Regions from separate parts of the Lactuca sativa genome. Here region 2 is linked to region 1. A link is a contact called in public Hi-C data. All regions are on one chromosome and are shown on one strand. The core of a region is the stretch at or near the end of the contact, and the rest is flanking DNA. Distances in the headings are between cores, read along the strand shown. Region 1 holds the start of LOC111890515 (dof zinc finger protein 1). Region 2 holds the start of LOC111890498.

Region 1 (3,229 bases), core at 650-3,149:
ATGATATGTTCTTCATAATCTTGGATCTCATAATAGCATATCCCAAACTAATACCAGAAGTTACTTATAATATATGATCAAGGGAGGAATCACTGAACATATAATTCAAGACGAGAAGCGAGCTGTGATCCTACCAAAGTTAGGTTTTCCAGAAATCGAAACAAGTCCTCATCACCACACCACCATTTTCATACCAGAAAAATCAAGATTTGAAAAGAAAGAAACGACCAAAAATCCCCACACGTTCAATTTAAAACTATTATTTAAGAAAATATATATATATATATGTATACGTTTCTTTACCAAGAGCCTCCACCCATCATTCCATTCCAGAATCCATTGGAGTCACCATTCTGATCTCTATCTTGCGCAACATGCTGTTCATCAAGAGTTGTTGTTGATGTGTTCGTTTTCAGTTCTTCAAACGGGAACAAAACCCTCCGATCTGTACTGTCATCAAGACTATTCCCATACGCGCCACCACTCGCCATTCCATCCAAAGAAAAGCTAAGTGACGGAATCTTGAATTCCGGCATGGGAATCATCAACTGCCCTGACTGTGAATAAACGGAATTAGAATCAGGGATCGGAATCGGCATTAAGCAATTCATTGTACCCCTTGCTGTGATTCCAGTCAAGAGCTCCAAAGCTGAAAGCTGAGCTGAAGCCGATGCAGTAGTTGTAATACTACTGGTGGTGGAAGCTGAAGAATTCGTATTCCTGGTGGCATCAAAGTTTGGTATTTGCATAAAGTCAGAAACATTCTTGAAATTATTAGCGGATGGAAACCCCAAGTTAAGATCTTGCCCATAATGATCATGAAGGATCCTAGGGTTTTGAGAAAGTACTGATGTTGGTGCAGAAGGTACAATTAGATCAGGAAGCTTCTTTGAGACCGAAGTTAGAGAAGAAGAAGTAGTAGAAGACGATGATCTCTTGTTCTTTCTTGAACCACCACCAACAGGGATGTTTCTGAGTGTTCCTCCTTCAGTCCAATACCTTCTACAGGTCTTGCAAAAGTATCTTGGTTGTGAAAGACTGTAATTGTTGTAGTAACAAAACTTGGTGTTGGTGGAATCACACCTCGGACAGTTAACAGCGGCAGCTTTTTGGGGTCTTATCCTTCTTTCAAGAGAGGAAGAACTTGAAGATGGCTTTGAGAGATTATTGTAATTGTTACTTGAATTTGTGGTGTTGGGAACTACGATTTCTTCCATTGGCTTCACCACTATCTCCTATTTAAACACCAAAAGGAAGGATAAAGGAAAAGAAAAAGCAAGAAATAATTTAGAAAAAGAAAAGATGTATTAGACATAAAGATACACAAAAGCTTTAAGATTTGCAGACAAATGAACAAAACAAGGCTACTGCTTTATGCTTTTCAGAATCCATAAAAACCAATCTTCAATAAAAAGGAACTCATCAAAATTTAACTTATTTATTTTTAACACATGAGGACATGACCCTTGATCACATAAATTATCAAAAGTAAAGTGCAAGATGCATACTAAAAATATAACGAGTGAAAGATAAAGAAGAAAACACACTTGAAGATCTATGGAAACTTATATCTACACTAAGTGTGTATGATCAAATTTTAAAAAAAAAAAAAAAAAGAAACATTAGATTGGTTTAATTCATATGATCATGAGCTCAAGGAAATGAAATAATTCAACTTTACTTATTTTTTAAGTTTGTGAATTTTAAGGGTGATGATGCAGAAGGTGGAAGATCCAGATATATACCTGTGGTGGCCAGTGAGGCCTGTCCATGGCTGAAAGAAGCAGACAGAGAGAAGAGAGAGAGAGAGAGTGATGGCCTCCTTTTACTTTCCACTGTTCTTGAAAAAAGCACGGAAAGGAATGTTTTAGATGGTTTCTGTGGACTATGTGCTGTGTATGTATGTATATGCATCTATAGCCATGTATGTATATCCAACATTGCATATATATATATATATATATATATATATATATATATATATATATATATATATATATATATATATATATATATATATATATATATATATATATATATATATATCATTTGATAGCCTAAAGTTTTCCGAAAACCCGAAAACTAAAGGTAGACCACTAGATAAAAAACTTTACTATCGAGATCATAGATGACATAATTGTAATTATAAATGAATTTAATAGCATTTTAGCTTTTTATATATAAAATACATTCCAAAAAATCAATAAAATTAAATTACTAATATGAATTTCCCTAAATTATTTTTTCTTTTCCACATGTCTTTTTCATTCTTCATTGCATCTCTTCCCTCGCTATGTACTGCCCCTTTCCTGTGTCCATCCACCACCGATACCTCTTTCGTAGATCAACGACACATACCTTTTCTTTCATTTCATCAACGACGAATCCACGAGCCAAGTGATCGATGATGTTGACGTCGTTCGTTTTCATCATCGATTGCAACAGTAGATCGACGATCGAGCTCAATTATCATCGATTTTTCAACAAATGTTGTCATTTTGCTTTCATTGGATGATGCCGGCTCTGGACGATGTCACCTTCGCCTGTAAGTTCCGATGAAGTTGGCGAAGGCAATGCTGCTTCTGCTTACACAGATTATGCCACCTCCGTCCCGTGCTGAAGATTGATAGTTTTGTTCTAGGTTTTGGCAAGCAATATATCTCTAGATTCTAGGTAATTCTTAGATATATCTCTTGATTTCAATTAAAGACTCTTACACATGGCCAAAAATAATGTAATCATCCCCTGCTCCCTCCGGCCTCCTCATTCACAATATATCTATAGATTCTAGGTAATTCTTTTATTCTATTATCGCTTGCACCAATTTATGATCTAGTTGTTTTTGTTCTTTAACATGGAAAATAGGAAAATATATCAAATTCAAATGATAATTTTTCTACTCAAATACTAATTGCAATAAAATTATATATATATATATATATATATATATATATATATATATATATATATATATATATATATATATATATATATATATATAGACACACACACACACACACACACATATGAAGACGCACTCTCAAGTTACAAATTACAATATGCTAGTCATCCATCATACACTTGACCTGATACAATATTATTATTCTCCAATTCACATCCAATAGGTATAGACTCAAAATAAGGAAACCAATAAAGTTTTACATAAATACAATTCTCTTGGTATCAGTTGCAGTTAATCTTAACACTTAATAAAAAACTCTTAACAATT
Region 2 (3,169 bases), core at 540-3,039, 390 kb after region 1:
GTGTGTGTGTGTGTGTGTGTGTGTGTGTGTGTGTGTGTGTTTTAGGAATCATTTTCTTACTTGAGCTCTGAGTGACTGTAGGCATCACATCCTTTGATTCTTTTATAGAAAAATTTAGAAAACTATTTTATAAAAGTTATCACATCTCATGTTTAGTTCAAGGCACCCAATGCTAGCCCAAATCCCTTAAACTAAGACTCTAATATCAATTAGTATCGTTGTAAATTTCGACCCATAATTTTCAATTTTTAATTAAAAGTAATCAACCAAAATCCATTTCTCGAAAGTATATCAAAACAACTATTTTTTTTTTTGCAAAATATGAAAAAAATTTCAAAATCAACCCAAAGTATTTGTGTTTAATTTTCCCTTAAGATCAGTTGAGGAATTCAACTTGGATACAATTTAACAAAAACGTAGATTTCAACTTGTAATAAGTTGTATTAAAAAATTACCCAATTTGACCATACCCAATTTAGATGTCAACTTTATAAGTGTCGTATCGGATTTTGGGAAAAATCTAACTTTGATGTAAGCTTTTCCATTATTTCTATATGATTCCATAGTCTAGTAAATCAAGTCTTGAATGAATTTGGATCGGCAGTAGTAGTACCCAGTACCCACTTATACTTTAAGAATTTCTAGACAACACTCGAGTATATGAAAGTTTCTCATTCACAAATGCCAATTTGATGTTTGTGGTAGCCCCTGAAATACAAAACCTTGTTCGCAAACATACAAAACATACAAAAGTAATTAATATGTTATATAATTGAAAAATAAAAATATAGATCATAATATATTCATAACAGACGTATTTATATAAAGGTCGTAAGTAAAAATATATTAATTTTAATGGGAATAATCAAAATGAATTGTAATATAATGTAACCCGAACGTGTGTATATAAAAATCCTTAAAATCCAAAAATGTATGAAGAAGTTACGACGTTCATAAGACAAAACCTAAGCACCAAACAATTGAGGCCGTGGTGGCCATAAGATTGAATAACCCCGAACACCTCATTAACGACGGTCACATCCTAATGTAGGATATTGGGAGAAAAAACCTTAAGAAGTCGTTTATAAGTATTGAATGTGTACAACAACAAAGATTTATTTTGCATATATATATATATATATATATATATATATATATATATATATATATATATATATATATATATATATATATATATATATAATAGTTCAAATAATAAATAATATGAAAGCGTAAAAAAATATTATTTTTATGTTATTATTCTCTAATGAATTTTGTATCAATAACTTTATATCATTATTCAATAATGAACAAATCAATAGTCCCAAGTTAAAACTAAAATTATAATTTACTTCAAAAATGTATATAAATAAATTTATAATAGAATAATGACATTCTAATGAATATATGAATAATCAAACGTTAATATTTATATTATAATTATTTCAACAATAAACATATACAACATTCATTACAGAATAATAACATAAACATATTTTCACATTACTTTACGGATTGCCTACATTAGTCGGTCATAAAAACTAAATATATACAATTAAAAGTTAAATGAAAAAATATAGGCTCAAAAAAATTAAATAACGAAATATATAAAAATCAAAAAATGTATGACGTAATTATCCATACACGGATATACCATTATTACTTTTGACATATTTGATTAAAAACAATAATTTGCCTGTCATCATCCAAATACCGTACAATTATCTTCGAAACAAAAATCCAATTTCTTAAAATTTTCACAGCAAAGTTGAGGAAGTGCGGCGTACACATCGATAGCAATTACTTGAATCGTCACCACCGCTGGTTGAACCGTCGCATCGGAGTTGGGTCCCGCCGTATATTCTTCACTCACCACCTTCTTCTGCGCCAATGGTGGTTGCAAACATCCAAATCACAATAAAGATAAAAGTGAGAACGCCACGACAATTCTGGACAAAACGAACCCATACCCGGATTTCAATTTCGGGTCCACCCGTTTCTTGAAGGCTCTTTCCTCTGTAGCCTGTAGTCCCCTTGTTTTGAACGTTTCCCATTAAGTCAAACATCGTCGCTTTCAAAATATTTATATAATTCCTCCAATCGCGTGCATATAAGAGAAAACTGTTTGTAGAACTAGAACTTTGCACCCGTTTTCAAATTTGGTATCCTTTTGACAGTTGACTCAACATTTAATGAGTACCCAGGTGAGAATTTTCCATTTTCCGATTTCTTATTTCATTCGAGTTTGTGTTTCATGTTTCTGTCAGAAATTATCAGTTATTGTATTGATTGATTGTGGGAAATTGTTCAATTTTGCTATACTTTGTTAAGAAATCAAAATCCCTCCTTTGATTGATCGCAATCAATCATTAAATCGCATATTTTGATCGTTAGTTGAACAAAACTCGTTTTATATCCACTTCAGTTGTTTGCGAAGTAGTTCATTGAGGCTTGGGATGTTCAATATTTGAAAAGAAATCAATAATCTTGATGTAGGGTTCATAAGTATCCGTATTAATTTGTGTGTTCTCATTTTTTATTTGAGGATTAGGCTTCAAGAAGGTGAAGATTTGCGAAAATGAAAATGAGTTGTTGCAGTGAGATTGAAGACGACTTCTTCGATGCACGCGAGGTGTTTGTTTCAATGTCTGACTCAGATTCCGAACGTTACTCCGACGATTGTTGTACTTCCGGGTATAAATACGATTCATGGATTGGTAATCTTGATAGCGTCGACGAACGTCGCAATAAGTTCATAAGATCCATCGGTCTGAGTTCTAAATGGCTCGTAAGAGATGAAGAATCCGACGAGACTTCCGATGAGAAAACAGAAAACCCTAAACCCGCCGCCGACCAACAAATTCCAGACCTTGAAGATGCGTTTCTGATCCGACAGCCTTCTTTATCCATTTGGTCAAATCCCACCATCGAATTACCAAAACCTGATTTAGTAATCGAGAATTTTCAAGAAGAATCATCAATGAATCAATCATTCGACTTCGGTTTATCTTCATCTTCTCAAAAAGAAACCATAAACAGTAGTTTATTAGACAGAAGAAAGAAAGTAAAGAAAGGTTGGCTTCATAAACTAAACATCATCTCTCGACTCACAGATCATGAATCAGAATCAACGGTATCAAACGGTGCCACGTGTACTCTTTCAGTTCCT

The links. A called contact is a pair of places that touch in the nucleus more often than the background predicts.
Region 2: a Hi-C map of leaf shows a contact between it and region 1, with 3 times the contacts expected there. The contact joins the promoter of LOC111890498 here to the promoter of LOC111890515 in region 1. A contact is called at or near these places in 2 of 4 Hi-C or Micro-C datasets (bud and leaf).

The regions. Positions count from the first base shown.
Region 1 is chr6:147,467,756-147,470,984 of Lsat_Salinas_v11, forward strand. It overlaps LOC111890515 (dof zinc finger protein 1), which reads right to left and starts at 1,900. Exons shown (of 3, transcript XR_006184422.2): 1 at 1,746-1,900; 2 at 1-1,235.
Region 2 is chr6:147,862,177-147,865,345 of Lsat_Salinas_v11, forward strand. It overlaps LOC111890498, which reads left to right and starts at 1,790. Exons shown (of 7, transcript XM_023886605.3): 1 at 1,790-2,204; 2 at 2,546-3,169. The coding sequence starts at 2,579.